Regions from separate parts of the Zea mays genome. Here region 1 is linked to region 2. Evidence: chromatin contacts called from public Hi-C data. All regions are on one chromosome and are shown on one strand. Each heading gives the region's core, a stretch centred on a gene start, on an enhancer-like site or on the middle of the called end of the contact. The rest is flanking DNA. Distances are from core to core; before and after follow the strand shown. Region 1 has its middle 24 kb from the start of LOC100216659. Region 2 holds the start of LOC732792 (chloroplast RNA processing 1).

Region 1 (3,513 bases), core at 100-2,599, 82 kb after region 2:
GTTAGTTGTTTAGTACTAATATGTGGAATGGAGTCATCCCACCAAATTTGAGGAATGGACCCATGATGCACCACTTCATTTTGGATAGAGTGATTCATTAAACCAAACATCTCATAAGTTTCTTCAACAGCTGCAGGGAGGTTCAAGGTGTCGTCGATAGATGTATAGGGATTCCCGTAGTGGTGCATGCAGGGCTAATTCCTCTCATAGAAGCAAGCACCCATATCAAAAGGCCAAAGCATTTCAGGCAATACCATCTTCGATCGTAACACAGTCACAAGGATTAACACCACACATGCATACATCAAAACTGGAACGGATACATTTGGCTTGGATTATTAATTCGCACCACCACTCCCCCCATTTTATTTTGAAGCTCCACGTATATGTCCGTGTAGTGATGCTTCAGTCGGTCAGATAGCAGGAGGAGGAGGAGGAGGAGAATGGCGATGGCTGTGATGAGGAGGAGGAGAATGGCGATGGCTGTGATGAGGAGGAGGGGGGACGCAGTGGTTGCATCCGCAGGAGACCACCTCCGGAATGGAGCAGACGGACTCGCCGCAGACCCTCTGGCAGCAGCACGTCGTGAGGCACACCCGCGGGCTGGTGTGCTTGAGGCAGCAGTCGCATTCCAAGCACATGAGCTCCGTCATCTGCGTATCCGGATCCGTCGCGTTCGCCGCGCCAACCGCCGTCGCCGCCGCCCGCAGCAGGCGCTCCGGGATGGCCATGGGCTCCCGCAGCACGACGAACTCCGCCGCCGTCTCGGGCGCCGGACCACCGGGGCTGGGTCCCAACGCATCTGTTATCGTACCTGTCCATCAGTTACGTTGACCATCACTACCACCAGTGTTATGACGACTACGTGCAATCGATACGTCATACGTGTATACGTACGTGTACATATACCTTCACCTTGGGCTTGGAAGTAGAGGGCGAAGAAGAAAGAGAGGAGGGCGTAGAGGGCCATGTTGACAGCGGCCGTCGTCGGTCGTTGGGCCATGGCTCTTGCTTGGTGTGTTTGGTACTCCGTATAAGTATATGAAATCGAGCAAGAGATGGTGTGTGTACACCCCAGCTCAGCAAGCACTTTATATACAGGCATAGTAGCAGGACAATCAGAGTGCAAATTAATGTTCCATCAGTTCCGGCCTGGAACTGCATGGAAGTTACGATCACAGCTTTTATTCCTTTTTCCTCTCTAGGCGCTTCAGTTTGTACGTATTCATTTTGCAGTTTTCGTTGCCAAAAAAAAAAAAAAAACTCCAGCCCGTATTTCACCTTGAGCGCTCCGACTCCCAGCCGATTATAGCCGGCCCTCCTCTCCCTCCAGTGCTCGCTGGAGCGGGCTGCAAGAAGAGAGCCCCCAGCCGGCCCATCTGGCAGTTGTATTACGTGTAACCCAAATCATGGCACGTGGACGGTAACGAGAACGGATTCACAAGCAGGAGGCAAGCAGAGCTCTGGCGGCGGCCACGTAGGCGTGCACCAACCAAGTGCCAACCCCGTCAAATCGACCAATCAGTATGTATTCCTCGTACCATGGCGAAATCGAATGGTCATCGACCGATGAAAAGTCGATCGATCCTGTCACGCAATGCAAGCTAGCGCACGCGGTGGGTGGTGTGCTGCACGTGAATGATGAATCATCCATTACGGCGACGATGCATCATTCATGCGATGCGAGTTGCCAAATGCCAAGGTGGATCCGACGACCGGAGATCGACTACACACTGCTAGTACACTAGACGCAAAGGATTCCGATCGAGCGAGATATGTGTTTGTTTGTTTTGGCGGGACGTTTTGCAAGTCTGTGCAAACGAGGTTTTGCTTGTTCAATCGGGAGAGCCAAATCGGCTCACCTAATTGTTGAGAGAGAGAGAGCGCAATTCAGAAATGGAGTAGGCTGGCCCCGGGGCGACCGGGCGAGTAACGGACACGGGCTGCTGGTCAGTGTTCCCTGCTAGCATGCATGTGCACTGTACCGTTCGATACATCATCGTGATCGAGACTCTCCAGAGGTAGAACGAAGCAGGCACGTGTGTGTGTGTAAATTCACTCCCAAGTTCCAACGCGAGCCCGCCACCGTCGTCGTCTCCAGTCTAGAGTCCAGACTCCAGAGCAAGTCCCGAGTCCCGACATGCCATGCAACGTGTGGGCCAGCGCCACGTACGCCCACGTCTAGTGGCTGGGCCGGTGGCCCGCGTCCGGCCTCCAATCAATGCTCGCCTGGCCCGCACGCCGTCCGCTAAACCAAGCCGGACCAAACAAACTTTCTCGAAGCGAGCCAGGCCGAGCCAAAACTTGTCCGGTCCCCCACACGCGCCGCGCCATTCTCAGTAGTAGCAAGCAAACAGTGAGCAGGAGGAATTCGCGGTCGCGGGGTACTATTTTCGAAACTGATTGTTGCGAACTCGCGGGGGCCGGTAATCACAAACGAGTTTACTGCAGGAAACAGTGAGTGAGAAGAGTATATACTCCCTCCGGTGCAGTAAAAGAAGTCATCCTGCGCGTGACCGAGCGTGCACAAAAAGAAGTCATAGCGCGCGTGGGTCTGGGATTTGGACGTTGTTGCCCCTAGTAATTGCACAAAAAAAGATGCATTTAAGAGCATCTCCAACAACGTGACCTATAAAAATGCCTTATAATTTAAAAATAAGTAAATTTTATAGAATTTAGGGCACCAACAAAACACCCCGCTCCAACAGTAAAGCCCCAAATGTAGATTATAGGGCAACCCACTACGCTGTAGTATATTTGAGGCACTTGAGAGGGTGCCCTATAGTTTTTTGACAAAATTTGTTGAATTGAGGCACTGTTGGAGTGGTTTTTCCTGTGTAGAGCCCTATATTTCGATTTGAGGCTTTAGTTTGAGGCATTGTTGGAGATACTCTAAGAGGAATCGAACTTGAGACCTCCAGTCTAGAATGCCTTGGACCTGCTGCAGCAACCAATCAAGCCTGATCATTTTAGTGATGTTAATGCACCCATATCCCTATTTAATAGGGGCAAACAGGGAAAACTCTATGATAATTAATCACTCCTTGGTATGCACAATCATGTCCTAAACGACTACCTTTACTGTACTGGAGGGAGTACAACGACGAACGACCCAGATACTAGATATTAGGGCAAGGTTCTTCAAATATAAAAATACATCTAATGAGGGAGAGGGTTCTCTTTGCGGCGACGCAGAGGGTTTACTTCCTCGTGAAGAACCCTAGAACTCGACCCCAGTAGGGACCTCGTCAGGGAGGTGGGTTCTAGGGGGTGCCCGGGATCGGTAGACCACCCGGGACGTCCCTAAATGACGTAGAGTCGAAGAAGGATGAAGATATTTTGCCATCGTTCAGTGGTATGCCTTTTCATGGACACCGGTAGATCGATGGTTTTGTTAAACTTGTTTTGAATAACTCTGATGTATGAAATGGTTAAGAATGTTGTAGGTTTTATTTAGTTAATTATAATTCCAATGAAAACATGGATGTTTAGTGTTTTTCCTTTGGGTGGGCT
Region 2 (3,554 bases), core at 620-3,119:
GGGTTATCTGGTCATAACCAGGTCTAGGTACACGATATTCGTTGATAACAATATATAGTTGAAAATATGCAACAATACAAGACTTTCTTACCCTTTGAGCATATGCATTGACTAAGGCATGGTACATAGTAGGCGATGGCTTGAGACCATCAGCTTTCATTGCTTCAATGCAATCAATTGCCTCCTTGTACCTACCGGACCTTCCATACACATCCACGAGAGTAGTATATGTGATAATGTTGGGTACCAGTCCCTGCTCCTTCATCTCTGATAGCATTGCTTCCACACCCTCCCAGTGTTCTTGCTCTCCGAGTAAATTTATCATGATGTTGTATGTGGTTGTGCCTGGTGGGCAATTGCTTTCACGCATCTCCTCAAACAGCTCCGCAGCACGGTCATGCCGCCCTCCTTTACAATGTGCATCAATGAGAGTATTCCATGTGACAACATCCGGCTCAATCCCTTCTTCTCGCATTTTGTTAAAGGCATCCATAGCATGCCCAAGGCAGTTGTACTTCCCAAATGTATCGATCATGACGTTGTAGAAATGCCGATCTGGCCTTACTCCACTAGCTTGCATCTCTCGGAGCACTGCAAAAGCTTTTTGCCAATCCCCCCTGTCACGGAATCCTGCAAGGATCCGACTGAACACGTACGAGCTTGGTTTAACTCCATCGGCCTCCATCTCCTTCAGCAGTATCCTCGCACTTTCCCACCTCCCAGCTCTTGTGTACGCGTCCACAAGCAGGCTGTAAGTGGCCTCATCTGGCGCAACTCCGCATTGTGACATTTCGTCAAGAACTTGCTCTGCGTTCTTGAGCGAAGCAATCCTGACATAACCTTTGAGCAGCGCGTTGTAAGCACGCGTCCGCGGCTTGATCTCCCCAGCGAGGAAGAACTCGAGGAACAGCGCCTCCGCCTCGGCGACGCGCCCTGCAGTGCCTAGGGCGGAGATGAGAGCGGTGACCGCGTTAGACCGCGGCGTGAGCCCAATGGCCTGCGCGGAGGCGAGGAGCTCCAGCGCAGCGTCCGGGAGCGCCGCCCGCGCGAAAGCAGAGATGAGGTCCGAGAAGAGCGGAGCATCGGGCTCGAGCCGCGACTCCCTGAGGTCACCGAGGAGGCGCTCGAGCAGTGCGGCGTCGGGCGGGTCCCGCGTGTTGAGCAGCGAAGCGAGGAGATGCGAGTAGGACGCGAGGTCCGGGAGGAAATCGTGCTCGCGGAGCAGCGAGAGCAACCGGAGGGCCACGGCGGGGCGCGAGGCCGCGGCGGACGCAGCGAGGAGGGAGTTGAGCAGCAGTGGGGACGGCGGGTCGGAGAGCGACGGCGGGAAGGAGAGAAGGAGGGAGTGCGGGAGAAGGCGGCCGGACACGGAGAGCGAGTGCAGAAGAGACGAGAGGAGGAGGTCGAGCGGGAAGCAGAGACGGTGGCGGTGGAGGAAAGGTAGCAACGCGAAGGCCAGCGGCAGGGACGCGTCACTAGCGGCGAGGTCACGCAGCAACGCATGCCACTCGTGCGACGGGACAGCCGAGTAAGACGCGGCGAGGCGGTGCTCGGGCGCCGGAACGGATGCCGGTGGGGATGGCGAGGTGAGGGAGGCCGATACGGAGGGGGACGAGAGGTAGGCCAAGAGGGGCTCGAAGTCGTAGCGGCTCGCTGGGATGGAGACCGAGGAGGAGGTGACGGAAGAGGTAGTGCAACCGGCGGGAGCGAGGCGGCGCAGGTGGTGGGGGAGGAAGGTCGGAGGAAGGAGTGAGGCGGGCATGGTGGACGGAGGCGGAGGGAGCGACTAGCGAGTGATGGAGGCGCGGGCGAGAGAGCGCCGAGAAGGAAGGAGACGGCGCACCGGGCTTATCTGGTTTTTGCGGTATTTACCCATTCTGCTTCTGGATTGGGTCATGGTTGAAGCCAGAACTGCAATGTGGGACTCACTTGTCAGTGTTACAAGTATCGTATACGGCTATATAAGGTTCAAGGTTGTGTTTGTATGTATACCCGCAAATATGACCTTACGTTGTAACGGAAGCAAAATGGTACCGAAGTTCGTTTGGTTGGAGAGTCAAATAAAATAGAGTGATTTCATTTCAATATTTGAGAATAGAGTCGTTATATTTTGCGTTTGGTAAGAAGAACAGAGTCACTACATTTTTTATTTTATTGAAGAGTAAAATAGAGCGGAGCCATTCCATTCTTTGTTTGGTTCATTCCATTCTTTGTTTGGTTCGAGAGCCATGTGAGTGTAGAGGGTAGAAGAGGAGGGTGAGCGCTCACGTCCGGAAGAGTGCTCGCATCCGGTCATTTTTGTGGAGCGGGAGCGTTAATAGTAAGGGCCCGTTTGGCAAAGCTCCAGCTCCTGCTTCTTTAGCTCTAGATTCTGATCCTCGTGAGGAGCTGATCCTCCTGATTCTCCTAGAAAATCAGAATCATTTTTAAAATCGTTTGGCAAGTAAACTGATTCTTGTCTTCTGAGAGTTGGTGGTCTGTGGCGATTGTCTGTTTTACTCTTTGCAGTTCAACTTTATTACAAACCAATAAGTAGGATGCATATACGGGAAAAAATATGAAACAATAACATATAAAATGTTTCCATCATAGTAGTGCATAAAATGGTCTCAAATGTTTAATCTATAAATTGGCTCGTTATGTTTTTGTCCAATGACAATTGCGGGTAATTTCGATCAAACTTTAAGGGGAGGTCCATATTTGGTTGGTTGAGGAGCTGTTTTAAAGGAGGGTGGAGCAGGTTTTTTTAGATCCCACCTTTCTTCACAAAAACGACTCCTGATCTTTCGGCTCCACACGAGAATCAGTTTAAAAAAATACCCGTTTGGCACGGCTCCTCCAGATCCTCGTTTAGAATCAGGAGCTGGAGCTGTGCCAAACGGGCCCTAAATTTCCATATGGAGATCCAGGAGCCACTCTACTCTTATTTTGCTGGAAAACAAATATCCAGAAAATTGGAACGAAACCACTCTATTCTCCCCCACTCCTCAACCAAACACATCCTTATAAAAAACATACGATGATATTGTTCTAAAAATGATATGATGCGTTAATAACTATGGCATCCATAATATAAACTAATGTTAACAATAATATAACAATACTCATAAAACATGTATCAGATTTAAAATATTATTTGGATAGATTTTTTAACGTGTTGCAAAGTACATAGACATTTAGGACCTGTTTGGCAAGAATATTTCTCAAAAATATAGTTTTATAATATTATACTTGCAATTGTCATGATAATACGGTGGTTTTGACATCTCTAAATATATCATGTTTTTCAGAAACATTGTTTGGTTACATTATAAATCATAGTATTTATCGGCGTTTCGAACCCGGGGAGTCCCTGGACCGACGAGTAAATTATCGCCGCGTGCCCCAGCCCAGATGGGTCGGCGCGAGACGGAGCGCGAAGGGGGGAAGGAGCCGGAGGGAGACGGGCGTGAGAGGTGGAATCCCGCGGCCTTCGTGTTTGTCCCGCGCCCTGGTCGGGTGCGCTTGCAGTAGGGGGTTACAAGCGTCCGCGCGAGAGGGAGCGAGCGGCCTCG

Evidence for each region. Hi-C and Micro-C count contacts between places; a contact is called where the count stands out from the background.
Region 1: a contact with region 2 is called in a Hi-C map of ear, with 3 times the contacts expected there. The contact joins the enhancer-like site here to the promoter of LOC732792 in region 2. A contact is called at or near these places in 2 of 25 Hi-C or Micro-C datasets (ear and tassel).

The regions. Positions count from the first base shown.
Region 1 is chr7:164,904,557-164,908,069 of Zm-B73-REFERENCE-NAM-5.0, forward strand. No RefSeq gene overlaps it. Among protein-coding and RNA genes, the nearest start is that of LOC100216659, 24 kb to the right of the region's middle. Within about 2 kb of position 1,350, at least 19 of the 20 cell types and tissues checked have an H3K27ac peak or open chromatin away from gene starts, as enhancers often do. A contact at or near this core is called in ear and tassel, where this site is marked.
Region 2 is chr7:164,822,347-164,825,900 of Zm-B73-REFERENCE-NAM-5.0, forward strand. It overlaps LOC732792 (chloroplast RNA processing 1), which reads right to left and starts at 1,870. Exons shown (of 5, transcript NM_001112409.3): 1 at 92-1,870. The coding sequence starts at 1,762.